2 separate regions of the Hordeum vulgare genome follow, and region 2 is linked to region 1. The links are chromatin contacts, called in public Hi-C maps. All regions are on one chromosome and are shown on one strand. The core of a region is the stretch at or near the end of the contact, and the rest is flanking DNA. Distances in the headings are between cores, read along the strand shown.

The links. Hi-C and Micro-C count contacts between places; a contact is called where the count stands out from the background.
Region 2: a contact with region 1 is called in a Hi-C map of seedling, with 2.3 times the contacts expected there. The contact joins the promoter of LOC123442538 here to the promoter of LOC123442535 in region 1. A contact is called at or near these places in 2 of 6 Hi-C or Micro-C datasets (leaf and seedling).

The regions. Positions count from the first base shown.
Region 1 is chr3H:12,746,891-12,754,302 of MorexV3_pseudomolecules_assembly, forward strand. It overlaps LOC123442535 (chloroplastic import inner membrane translocase subunit HP30-2-like), which reads right to left and starts at 1,811. Exons shown (of 6, transcript XM_045118603.1): 1 at 1,475-1,811; 2 at 1,045-1,160; 3 at 656-782. The coding sequence starts at 1,765.
Region 2 is chr3H:12,926,804-12,933,705 of MorexV3_pseudomolecules_assembly, forward strand. It overlaps LOC123442538 (receptor-like protein 7), which reads left to right and starts at 3,677. Exons shown (of 2, transcript XM_045118607.1): 1 at 3,677-6,902. The coding sequence starts at 5,620. LOC123442536 (U-box domain-containing protein 32-like) reads left to right here. Exons shown (of 14, transcript XM_045118604.1): 10 at 1-161; 11 at 262-385; 12 at 740-952; 13 at 1,033-1,386; 14 at 1,486-2,188. The coding sequence ends at 1,578.

The sequences.
Region 1 (7,412 bases), core at 561-3,060:
GTACGTAGTAATTTCATCAAAGCAAAGAAGATTTGGAGAAAAAAAGAGAAGCATCCTTTTCGATTTCAGCATAATGTGTGTGTGTGTGTGTGTGTGTGTGTGTGTGTGTGTGTGTGTGTGTGTGTTTACACTCACAAATTAACAAAAGTCAAGCAAAAAATTTATAATACTGAAATTCATGGATGTGTGTGTGTGTGTGTGTGTGTGTGGCCATGTTCTAGAGATAATTCACAGTGAGGTTTATAATACTGAAATTAAAAAGGAGACATGGAAGTGCTGAAGCAAACAAGCCATCAGAATATTTCTGATATGCCCAACATTTCCATGCAGGCAATACCATCAAAATAAAATTAATTATTAATTTTAAATGGTAAATGGCGGTTTATGATGCTCTGGTGAAACACATGCTGTATCTACTTTAAAATTAGTCATGATTCATCTAATGTACAGAAGCAACTGTCATCTCCACATGCAAGGCAAAACATTATCCATTTACTGAATTATTAACGTACCCATCCAAACCACAAAAGATCATGAACAGGCAATAGAACAGCAAATTGACCTTTCATCAACATTGAAGATTTAGTGGCAAGATGGACTGCACAGAAAAATGAATCCAAATTGTAATAACCAACAAAGATGACTAGATCATTACCATGAAAAAGCCACCCTGAAATACCGCAAAACCAACACCAGATGTGATGGCGCTTGCGACCGGATTAGGAGTTCCCATTCCACTCACCAGAGAGAAGATAACACCGGAACCAAAAGCGGCTGCCATGCTATAAAAAAAATACAAATAGGACGTCCGTCATGCATAAAGTGACAAGTATCGATTTCTTAACTGGAATTGAAGACTTAACAGCCAGAAACCTGAATCTGTGAAATAAGGACCATCCTTTGGATAATTATATACCAAAAGGAACATCTATTGCATCTTTGCATTGCCAAGATTAAAACGCATGTATGTATGGGACACCACACTGATGATACAAGCTATAGTCCTTGCAATCTGCCAGCTAAAATGAAATAGCTAAGCCTCACCTGCCCTGGATGTCCTCTACTCCGCGTATCCTTCTCATGACACATGATATGCCTGCGTTCGTACCGCTCATAACTGCAAAGTTCCGCGCTTGCACCAACGGGCCAGCAGCTAAAGCCTGCGAGGCAATCAAGCAGGCTGGTGACCATCATGTGAAAGTTCAAAACTTAGGATTCATGAGATATCTATCCGGCCAACATTTGATATGTCGTCAGATTGAAAATGCAGGCCTTCACCTATGTTGACTTGCACAGATCAGGAATCAAAAGTGACGGGTCACAAGCCAATATTACACAGCATAAATTGTGAGAAAACATGTTCCAATCGCGCGCACAATAGTTTTCAATTAATCACGAGCAATCCATCAACAAGAAATAAATAAACCAGGGTAAAATAAGCAGAGGATGTCTATATTTATATAGGGTTGGCGACCTGGGCCTGCTTGAAAGACGCCATGGCCTGCGGGTTGGCGTTGGGGGGAAGCGGCGGCACCCACGGCGCTCCCCCGTCGGCGGTGATCGATCCCATGAGGCCCCCGAGCGCCCCGCCCTGAACCGCCCCCACCGCCGTGGTCACCGCCGCCTCGACGTGGACGGGCTGCTTCGCCATCCACGCGCGGAACCCCGCCTCCAGCGCCCTCACCCGCCCGCTCCACTCCTCCAGCGGGTTTCGGCCGCCGCGCGCCTGCGCCGCCGGCGAGGTGGTGGAGGAGGAGGAGGCCATCGCAACCGAATCCCCTCTGCTTCTTTCGCCCTTAGGAAACGGCCGCTCTGTACGGAGGAGGGGGCCTCCTATTCTTCGCACGTAGCGAAGGATATAGTGGCCGGTTCGCGCGCATGGGCCGGGCCGATGGGCTTTCGGGGAAGAAAAATAGCTCTACTGTTCATGAAAAAAAAAACGTCTTCAATGTAAGGAAGATGTTCATGGTATTTTTTAAAAAGCCATGAGTTTTTAAAATCATGTGCACGGGTTAAAACTGTTCGTGATTTTGTAAAACGATGATGAATTTATAAGGTGCTCTCTAGTTTATAATAATGTTCAGTAATTATATATAAAGGTTGATGGATTTTAGAAATGGTCTCACGTTTCAGTAAATGCCGGGTAATTAGTAAAAGTTTACAGTTATTTTTGAAATGTTCACGGGTTTAAGGAATGTTCATTGTAAAATTCGTAAAATGAGGAATACAAAATCAAAATGGAAAGAGGGAAAATAAATAATCTGAAAGAATGCCGGAGAAGATAAAGGAGAAGAGAAAGATAAAAGCAACTGAAATAACCAAAGGGGAAACCTGAATGAAATGAGGAGGAAAACGGCAGCTATGAGGAGGAGATAAATGGTTGAGCCAGCAAGCAGAGCAACACCCACGTGATTTCTACAAATTTGCAACTATTCTTTGCCATGAGCGGTGAATCACCCTTTATCCCCTCGAACTCTTCACTTACCGGGCATAGGGTGAATTCCATTTGCCTGTTAGTGATGAAATCAACTACTGTATTAATCACTCTGTACATAAATACTAGTAGCTAGGAAGAACTAGGCTAGTATGCAAAACAGTTTATGTCCTAGTTATTGTTCTTAATGGGTCTCATTACTTTTCACCGGAAAAATGGTGTCATTTCTTCAAGTAGTATTAATATACAGAGAAAAATATAGCATACTCCCTCCGTTCCTAAATATAAGTCTTTTAAGCGATTTTACTTGGAGTCTACATACAGAGCAAAATGATTGAATCTACACTCTAAAATATGTCTATATACATCCGTATGTAGTCCACTAGTGAAATCTCTAGAAAGACTTATATTTAGGAACGGAGGGAGTAGATGCCTAGCGCATGTTCTGTCTCCTTAAGTTGTTTACTGGATATGCCCATTCTCTTCTCCCTTCTGCATGTCACAGTTTGTGACATCTTTGCCAGCTTCCTGGCACATGATAGGCCATTCTTCAGGTTCATCATCAGCTAGCAACATTTCCCTTTTGTTCTGTTTTATCCCCAAGCCAGCGGCTCGGACTTCAAGTAGTATCAGTCCAAGAGGAGTACATGATTTTCGTCAAGTTCAAACGGTTATGGGCAAACTCTGTAATATTCTTAGGAGAACATTTAACCTCTTTTACTGCTTGTAATCCTTTCAGATTTGCTGCAAAAGATGTCGCTGGTATTCTCCCGAGGCCCCAAATATATCTTACAGAAAGTTGTAGTGTAGGTCGACTTCTGGTATGCAATGCTTTAGGAAGTAGAGCAAATATGGCAATCGAGTCAGTTTCTATTGCAATAGAAAGCATATCCCATGGGCCAAAACCAACAAGGTGCAGCTGTTTGCGCTTGTGACGCGCAGCAGGAAGACACATGAAGCGTCTCGCCGAGTTGCCAAGGAAGCACAACAGGAGCAATCAAGCTTGCCTAGCAGATGAAATTTAGCAATAAATTTCTGATTGGCACAAGATATTTATTTCTAGGATAATATCCATAAGATCCCATGTTTCAATTTCAACTGAAGAAATATTCAGAAAAAACATCTGAAGGAATCTAGTTGAATTTTGTCCATATCACATTTAATGTTGTAATTTTCTCCATAACCCATCTTGGTCTGCTTCAGATGTCAAATTTACTTCACAACACCGTAGGCAGGGACACCAGAAACTGAAGAAACGGGGATCGCGTGAACAAATTTGTATGATTAAATGGACTCAGTGTGGAAAAAAAAACAATAAGACCATTCCTCTGTTCTTATTTCTAGTCGAGAGAAACAAGAATGACAGTCGTTACATGATTTTGAAACAAAGAAATTAGTCATCTGTTTAGTCCAACTACTGCTTAAGAGGATTCGTATCCACCGCCTTGTCTACTATGAGATTTTATCCATACTGAATGGCAAGTAGATTGACCACCAGATGTTCATATTCAACCTTCTCATGTCCAGCTTCCTTGATCATCTGAGCACATTCTTCCTGGAAATTAAGTAGTCTGTTTAGCACAAGGAACTAAACACTTTTTAAAATCAAGGCAGCTCAGTATCCACCAAATGGCAGCTAATACTCTCAACCAAGTATTGCTATGATTACTTATCACCAGCAACTAGCTCTCTCAAGACAAGAAATATAAATATCTGTCATTATTGGAGAAAAGAAGGATATTCGACTTCCAATTTTTAGAGAGTAATAACAGGAAACAGTAGAACACAAATGTAAGTTATTTTCTAGAAATTAAGAACTAGACAGATAGTTTTTGGAAGAGAGAGATAACACTAAACATCAATGAGGCCATTATATACCAAATGTACAGAAAAACGTACACACATTTCCCTTTATATATCAAATGTTCAAGAAATTCAATAAACAACAACAAATTTCACGAGTCTTTTATGGGAAACCTTAAGTAGTCCACAGTAGAGATTGCTAAACGATGATGTAACTTTGTCGTGGTGCTTAGTACCTCATAACTGACTTAGCTATGGTTTTTCGGCAAGCTCCCTTTCCTCAAGACCTTTTCCACAGCTTGAGGTAGTTGGACAAGGCACACTGAACATAGGTCGGTTCAAGACCAATCATCTTTTCAGCAGAACATTGCTTGACCGCTTCTAGTGTTCCCTTTCTAATGTTAATGGCAAGCATCCACGCAACCGCGGAGCGTATGTCCAGTCTAGCCATGATATAGACAACATCTTCGTCACACAAGCTCAGAATGGGCCCACCATGAACCACCTTGTCCCAACTCAGCCTCTTGCCACCCGATACCTTAGGGTAACTTGAACCTGTGTTAGGCACATCATCAGCCTTGACGACAGTGAACCTCTTGTCCCACTTGTTTGAGCAGATCCCCCTGTTCCATGTGGTGATCGTCCAGCCTTGGCCTATGACCCCTTTGTCATTGCAGGTGTCGCTATGGTGACAAGGTTTCAGCTCGACGAACCTGATCATGCCGTTGCTTATAGCGACGTCGCAGAACGGCCGTGCGTAGATGTTGTCTTCTCCCATGCCGAACCGCGGCGCTAGATCGGAAGGGATCGGAACAGGCCATCGGATCAAACGCATGACCGCGTTGTTGTCAAGCACGTTGCATAGAACAACGCCATGCCAATGGTTGACCCAGCCAAGCGTTTCCCTACCGGCGTAGATCACGCGGGTGCCTTGGTGCCGCATGATCACCTCGTGATCGCGGTGCTTGGTGTCCATGGCGATGCTGGCACCCTGGCAGCGCCACGGCCCCGGCCACTCGGAGATGTTGGAGCGATACACGCGGAAGTCGTACCTCGTGCGGGCATAGTCGTCGTCGGAGTACCCCGAGCGAGATTTCGATCGCAGGGGGAAGACCACGGCGTAGTCTTCGTTGTCGGGATCAGCGCCGTCGAGGGGCACGACGCCGGCCAGCGTGATGTGGTCGGGGTAGCGGTAGGTGCTGGGGACGAGACGGAGAGACGGGGCGCCTGGACCGGCCCTGTAGACGAAGAACTCGTTGCGCAGCTCCGTGGGGCCGTCGGCGAACGGGACGACGATGAGCACGAAGGCGTCCGCCGAGCTGACGACCACGGGATCCCCGTAGTGGCGGCCCTCCGCGAGGAGGCCAGGGCAGTGGACGAAGCAGCGAGAGACGGCGGGCGGGTCCGCGAGCTCGAACGTCACCTTGATGCCGCCGCCTTGGCTCGTGACGGCGTGGGCGGTTGTCGCGTTGTCGCGGTCGCCGATGTGGCACTTCGAGTCGGTGAGCGCCCAAGGGCGACGGGCGCCGCGCCTGAATGCGCCGGCGGCAAGGAGGTCCCGCATGGCGGCGCGGCGGACGTAAGGCGTCTGGAATCGGGGATTTTTATCGTGTGACGAACTGACGATGAGGGTAAGCAACCGTATAGCTTAGCTATATGGGCCGGTGATAAGGCACGTCACGGCCCATTTGATTAATTTGTGTTGTGGATATTTTTTCGTTGTAGCATAAGTTGTGTTGTGGGATTTTTTTTTTCAACATAGGTTGAGTTATACTCCCTCCGTTTCTAAATATTTGACTTTATAAAGATTTAACTATAGACTACATACAAAGCAACATGAATGAATCTATATTCTAAATTATGTCTATATACATCCGTATGTTGTTCATAGTGAAATCTCTAAAAAGACAAATATTTAAGAACGGAGGGAGTAGTTCGTAGTGAAATCTTTAAAAAGACTTATATTTAGAAATTGAACGGAGGGAGTAGATGATATGTAAAACTGTGGTTTCTTCGGTAATGCACAATGGGGCCAGGGCCTTTGGTCCTTTTCTCTAAAAAAGGAAAGAAAAAAAACATCTCTCCAGTCTCCAATCAATTAATCTTGTGCCCAATGTCCTTGTCCCCTGCAGCCCACCCAGAGCCTCTCGCTCGGCAGTCAATTGTATTCAAAGGCTTGAACTGTGTTAAACAACTTGCACGTGTGCCTTAGGCTTGTAATTAACTCATCTACAGTACTCGGTATGTATGAGTGGAAACGCTTCCTATAAAGCTTCTTACATCTAGGATGTGGGTGGGTTGGGGGGGGGGGTGATCTAGGACGATCGTTACGACAGGATACATCTTTCAAACTATATACAAAGATCGTACTCGTACTAGCTAGCACAAAAGACCCTATATATGCGGAGTGTTTCACAGATGCCGCATGGGAGGTTAATTTCAGCGTCTTAACAAGTTCAGGGCCGGTCCATACATTTCAGAGGCCCTGGACCAGACAACAAAATGAGGCCCTTATAGACAGATAAAAATTTAAAATTTATCGTATTTCAACAGCAATTCAGTAATCAGTACATACTATAGATCAATGGTCTTTGAACAGGGACAATGAAACGCATGCCACATGTTATTTATTTGTAATAATCTAGAGAAGTACTCCCTCCGTTCCTAAATATAAGTCTTTGTAGAGATTTCACTAATGGACTACATACGGATGTATATAGACATATTTTAGAGTATACATTCAATCATTTTGCTCCGTATGTAGACCCTTCGTGAAATCGCTTAAAAGACTTATATTTAGGAACGGAGGGAGTACAACATAGTGGCACAAAGAGACCATCATTTCATCAATTGATCTGCAAGAATATATCAGTTTTCATAAGGAATAGAGGACCAAGTAGCAGTCTAGCAGAGAAAATGAGAGATGCACCTGCGCGGCCTGCTTGCTCCTGGCTCCAGCCTCCACAGATGCACCTGCGCAGGCCTGGCCCTGCGGCCCTGCCCCTGCACCGGTGAGTAGAGAAGGGGCCCTGCCTCGAATCTGGACTCTGGAGGAGGGGCTCTCCACCGGCGAGTAGAGAAGGGGCCCTGCCTCGAATCTGGACTCTGGAGGAGGGGCTCTCCACCGGCGAGTAGAGAAGGGGCCCTGCCTCGAATCTGGACTCTGGAGGAGGGG
Region 2 (6,902 bases), core at 2,427-4,926, 180 kb after region 1:
CTACAATATCTTCACAAGGAAAAGGATATTGTTCACATGGATCTTAAACCTGACAATATACTGATGGATGATCTCATGGTACCAAAAATTACAGACTTTGGTATATCAAAACATCTTGATGGAATATCACAAGCTGTTACTAGACGATGTCATATGTCACTGTAAGTTACACATGTAGATACCAATCATTTCTGGAAGATATTTAGAGCCCAGTGTCTTGTTTTTGTCCCTAATGCATCCAACTGGCACGATTTCATGCAGAGGATATTGTGCTCCGGAATACTTGCACCGCGGCCAGTTGTCTTTCAAGTCAGACATATTTAGTCTGGGTGTTATAATTATAGATCTTGTAACTGGACGTAAGGAAGATCCTGACATTGAAAATGTAAGAATAATTTTAACTGGGAATTTCAGATTTTCCATGTTTCCACCGACTCTGGATTTTAGTTATTTTTAAATACTGAATTTTAAATAAGACTAATTGGCCCCTTCAATTTTCTTAAGTAGGTCCTTCAGTTTGAAAATATAGTTTGTGGTTACAAGTGGACCAAATAGGCCCCTTGAGGAATTTTTTTTAGGACAGGGTCATTGAGTTTGCTACTGTCCTGTTGTCCTTGTTTGGTTTGAAGTATAAATTTGATATTTGAGAGCCATTGTAGTTTGTGTGCTTTTCGCAAGGTATGCATATTATTTAGCCGAATATTTTAGCATGATTAGAAATCATTTATATAAATGATAGGTACTAAGAAGATGGAGGCATAGGTGGAATAGATCAGCCAAGTATCCACCATTGGGATACCAACAAGTTACTGGATGCATAGAAATTGCAGCACGCTGCGTGTCACATGACCCCAAAGAACGACCTTATATATTGGATATAATCCGCCAGCTCGATGAATTGGACTGTACAAGTGGGCACGACGATGATGCTAATGAATCTACATTTAGCATGGTAAGATACTAGGCTCATTTGCTTGTCTGTTCTATTTGCTTAGACGAGTATTTATGAGAGTCCCCAATCTTTTCTTGCAGATAAGCCCTTACCCTTGGGAGCTGCTTGACATAGATCCGCTGGAGCTGCATTTCCCTTTCGAGGCAGGCAAGCAGATACTATGCTTACTTCAACTAAGTAACCCGAGGGATGATTACATTGCCTTCTACGTCCAAACGTCAAGTGTACAGTACCTCATAGAGCCGAGCAAAGGAATTGTACCACCCCAGTCCAAGATCAATGTCACCATAACATTTCAAGCACAGAAGATGGCACCGCATCGTATGATGTATAAGGACGAGTTCGTCGTGCGGTGCACACTGGTGAATCAGGATCTCACGACTGAGAACGTCACCGAAGATATGTTCGATGAAGAGTCAAAAGTGGTCGATAATGTGAGTTTGACGGTTGCATTTTAACGCAGCGCTAAAGATACGTCGTGCAAAAGGCTGGCCTGAACAATTCTCAACCTAATTAAAGTTGTTTATTTATAGCAATATATGGAAGAGAAGAAAGCCCTGAGGCAGGGGCTGATAAGCAAAAAATACAAAAGGAGCAAAAAAAAGCCGCAGCTGTACAAGCCTTAGCAGAGTTGCTAGATGGGAAAAGCTCCAGCCTCAAAGAAGAGATTGCTGAACCGCATTGGAACACCGGTTTTGACCAAAGAACCAAGTGATGAGCACATCTGAGGAAGACCGAACAGATAACTACTAGGTTTGACCAAAGAACCAAGTGATGAGCACATCTTGAGCAACATTTGTTTGTGAAGAGGGGCGGCATGCCAGAACTGTTGGACAGAGGGGCAGTGAAGAATGACATGCTGAGTTGTCTCGGAGAAAGCGCAGAATGGGCAAGCATCCGAGAAGGCCAGCCCGTGCCTGGTGGATCATGTACAAACTCCCGCGGTCTGGCAACTGAAGGAACATGCGTCAGCGATTTGTCGGGTACTTTCTCGGAGTTGACGTCGCGAAAGGAACGTCCTGCATAATTTGCAGGCTATCTGGAGGCAAATCATCAGCTTTGCCTTTTTTTTTTTGCTGTGAGCATAGAAACTTATGACGAAGACAGAGCACAGACCTTGTGTGCCTTTTGAAATTTGAACCATCAGTTAGCTCGGCTAGTGTTTCTTTGTTGCTGAGATTAACCCCTAAATCATCGTTGGTCAGGGCATTAAATAAAATTGTTTTGCAAGACAAATACAACCATGTCATTTATACATGTTCAATCCATGTCATTTTTCTTTTCTTCTATGGCTATTGTGGTGGTGTCAGAGGCAGGTGCGGGCGTTGGTGCCAAGCTCAGAGGTTCCTTCGGTTTGTTTGTAATTTTATTTCCTGACTTTTTTTTTTTTTTTGCGAAAGCTACCGTTCTACTATTTGTTCAGTTTTATCGTATGTCGGTGTGTACGTGGTTTGTACTAGGATCCTTGCAAGTCCCAGGAATACAAGATGCCCTCGATGCTACAGAAGTGACGCCCATGAGAGACCAAGAATGGTAGCCTCGCTCATCAGTGTCTCACTTTGGCTCCGAAGACGTTTTGCTCCTCGCTTTTGAGTAAACCTGTCCAGTATAAGAGAAATGTACAAATTCTAAACACAAATTTCACATGCCCCAGCCCACTCAGCCCAGGAAGGCAGGAATCAACTGGCACGAGCCTCGACAAACCAGGTATCAATCACACAGACCTTTACTAGGACAATGATTCAAGAAGCCATTGTAAAGGGGTACAGGGGTTTACATGACCTTAAAATGACTAAGGCAGTGTCATAATAAGTTGATTGAATTTGTAGTTGTATAAGAGCATCTCCAACAGCCGCGCTATACTAGCGCCGCGCCGCAAAAAAGGCAATTATAGCACGCGCGCAACGCGGCGGACAGCTTCAGCGGGCGCGCAAAAACCGCGCGCGCGCTAAAACGAGTTGGACGCGCTGTCCATAGCCTCATCCCGCGCTGTGTATTTCGGGCGTCCACTTCCGCGCGCGGCAGACTCGAGCGCGCGAGCGAACTCGCCCCTTTTCTTCCTCCTTTGCTCCTGCGCGCGCCGGCGCCAGCGCCCCTGCCTCCATGGACGCGCACACCGGCACCCCGTTGACCCCGCTGTGCAGCCACCAAAAACCCTAGCGCGGCGGGCGTTGGCGCTGGCGCCGCCGCCGAAAACCCTAGCGCGGCGGGCGTTGGCGCTGGCGCCGCCGCCGGAGCTCCGCTGACCGTCGGCCTCGCGCGCAGCCTCTTCTTGCCGCCGCGGATGACCACGCCGACGGGTGGCGTCGCGCCGGCGCTGTCCCGTGCCGCCGTCGCACCGTCAAAACTCCCCAATGCGTCGGAGCCAAAGAAAGGAAAAACATCCGCGAAGAAGAAGGCGACGGACGGCTCCGGCAGCTCGAAGGCAAAGAAGAAGGTTGCAGGGCGGCGGACGGGCGCGGAGTCTACCGAAGCGCCGGCGAGCTCACTCGTTGAGCCGGCGGCCGACGCGCACCACGTGTTCGACGAAACGCCCCCAAGGTGAAAAAAATTCCGCGTCGAGCTGCATTTTTGCGCGCTGCTGGAACGGAGCGCGCGCGCTGTATTTTAAAGCTACCGCTGGAGCCAGCGCTGCGCGACGCGCCAAACCAGGCGACCAGCGTGCGGCAAACTTGTTTTTTAGACGCGACGCGAAGCGCGCCTGTTGGAGATGCTCTAAAGGGGTACAGGGGTTTACATGACCTTAAAATGACTTGGCAGTGGCCGAGTTTTCTTCTTCTTAAAACTCACTGGCACTGTGTACCATTAGCCCATTAGCTTTTATTTTTCATGTGGACTAGCCCAAGCCCAAGCCCACTGTGGCCCATACCGTCCAACCTTGTTCGGAAACCCCAACCAATTTGCTCGCGGCGGCCGCCACCGTCACCGGTTACCGGAGCACCACGGCCACCCCGCCGTCCAGTCCCGCTGACACGCCAGCGACGGCAGCTTCTAGCGCGACCCATTCTTCTCCGGCGATGGAGCGGTTCCTTCGCGAGCGGCTGCTGGACGCAGCGCAGCCCTCGCCGAGCTCTTCCGCGGGTCATTCTCCGTCCGGCGTCCGCGACCTTCGGCGCGGTGACGGCCCCCTCTGCGCCCCTCCTCCAAGGCCTCCTCCCGTCGACCCGTTCGCCCCACTTTAGCCGCTGATGGCATTCTTGTGACTTGTGCAAGTATCCTCGTTCCACTGCAGGAAGATGGAGCTTTCCAGTAGATTTACTGCTTTGTTCTGCTTATTTTCTGCGGCTAATAGGAATGAGATAGTGTGTCTATTATGAATAAATTCATGAATTTCTGGTACTAACAGTGCCTGTTTATTCAACATAGTTGGAGCTCACAAGTTTTGGTGCCCTTGTTTCCCCCCAATTCAGTAACCCTAGAAATGTATTGTTATAAGTTTTCTTTCGTCCGCAAAAGATACTTGGAAATAACAATGTACTGATAGTGGCGTGCAGGCTGCAGTTTATTTGCCAGATATTAGCACACACACTGCAGCCTCCAACTCAAGAGAAGAATCCTCTGATCCTGTTAGTTCATATGATCTTTGCGCAAAGAAATCCAAGAGCGCTCGGGAGGCAGTTGCGTACCTGAACAGAAAATCTGACGGAGAGTCAACGAGATTTGGAGAAGTCTTTCTGAAATGTCTAGAAATAGCTGGTTAGCGTCATAAGGTACCATGGTGAGTTTTCTGTTCTTACTGCTGTAAAATTTCTGAGAAATACATGCAGTCTATAGAGTCCACTCAACTTCGAGTTGAAGATGAATTAGCTTAGCTAGAGATATACTGAGGAACTAAGCCTGGCTCAATTCATGGCTTGTAACCTGCAAGTTCAGATTTTGTTAAGTTCACCTCCTTGGTACTTGTATATAGTTGCCTACTTAATTTTCTTTTAAGACAATGGAAGCTGTTATAAAAGATAACCATTAGCTGGAACAAACTTGGTAGCAGGTCATTTGGCCACCATTAACTATCTGATGGTGCCTACTTGACTTGGAAACGGTCAAACTATCAGTCTCCACAATTAATCATCTGATGGCGCATATATTGTGTGTGGCTAGTGATAAGCGTATGAAGACTCAAGAGTAACTATTCCCATATGACCTGTGGCACACCAAAATATAAGTCTGGAGCTTTCTTCATCACTGAATATTGTTATCATTCATCAACGATATTTTCACTCGCAGTTGCGTGCTGGTGCTGCAATTAACCTGCAACACTAGATGGTCATGGTCGATGGTACCCTCAAATCCCAATAGAGTGCAACTCTGACAGTGAAACAAGATCCATCCTCCAAACCAGAAAAGGTCAAATATATGGCTCTGAGGTCACCTCTGGTCCCTGTCTAGTGGAAAATTCTACAAGAGTCACAGTTACGTTTAACCCGTCTTGCACGCAGCAAGACTCGTGCTTGCATTGACTGGAGCTTTCCCAGGCCCGTTGCATTAAGTGGACGACTTTAGGAAGACCGGGCTAAAAACTTGAGTTAATATCCATAACAAGATATGTCATCGCACTAATTATTTTGGATCATTGCACTGATTGTTGTCTTATTGCAGTACCACTACATATACTTACGTCCATTTGGACATCTGAGCTCATGCTGTAGGTTCAGTACCGTGTTAGACTAATGGCTTCCATTCACTGGGCGCTACTACTCTTTCTTGTACAACTCCCCATACTGGCCACCTCCAGAGCTCACAGTAATGGTAACCTCACCCTGTGGTGCCATCAAGACCAGGCTGCAGCCCTTCTCCAACTGAAGCAATCCTTTTCTGCTGCAGCAATCACCGCCACTCTCCTTCCGTCATGGGAAAACGGCACCAATTGCTGTATCTGGAAGGGCATTAGCTGTGATGCTTCTTCTGGTCTTGTGACTGTACTCGACCTCAGTGGGCATGGCTTGAACAGTTATGGCTTGGACCCTGCGCTCTTCAGCCTCAGATCCCTTCAACGCCTTGATCTTAGCATGAACTCTTTGGGGGACTACAGTTACAACATCTATTGGCATCAGAAATTTGAGAGGCTTAGTTCGCTAACCCATCTCAACCTCTCCAATTCGGGCTTGGATGGCCCTATACCTATTGGCATCAGCAAACTCGTTAACCTTGTCTCCTTGGATCTTTCAAGTCACACAGTTTTCAGTGACGATGATCCTATCTCTACAGCTGACAGTTTTAATCATCTTTGGGAGCCCAATTTTGAGACCCTAGTAGGGAACCTCAACAATTTAAGAGAGCTCTACCTTGATAAATTGCAGATAATGTCTAGCAGCGGTGAAGATTGGGGCAAAGCTCTAGCAAAATATGTTCCTAATCTTCAGGTTCTTAGCTTGAGCGGATGCGGGCTGAATGGCCCTATCCATCATTCTCTCTCAAGCCTCCAATCTCTTGTTGCGATCAACCTTGGATCCAATGATGTTGGTCCGATTCCAGAGTTCTTTGCAGATTTTCCCAATCTAAGTGAGCTTCAGCTTTCACATATGAATCTTCAGGGTTGGTTCCCTCAAAGATTTTTTCAACTAAAAAAATTAAGGGTCCTAGATTTGTCCTCAAACCCGAATCTCTCGGGGCATTTGCCAAACTTTCCCCATGCAAGTTCTCTACATACTCTGAGGCTAGAGGGGACCAACTTCTCCTATGCTAAACCAAGTTCTTCTGGCGATTTGAAGCTGTTGAGGGAGTTAACTATTGACGGGAAATTTCTGTCGATGGATTTTCTCTCTTCATTCGGTGTACTTGGGTCTTTATGCCAGTTGAAAGTTAATTTGATGGACTCACAAAATGATTTGGGACCGATTTTTTCATGGATTGGAGACCTCAGAAACTTGGCGAGCTTGGATATCTATAGGTGCGACTTCTCTTGGACAACGCCTTCCTCCATTGGCAACCTGAAGGCGTTGCGAAGCTTGAG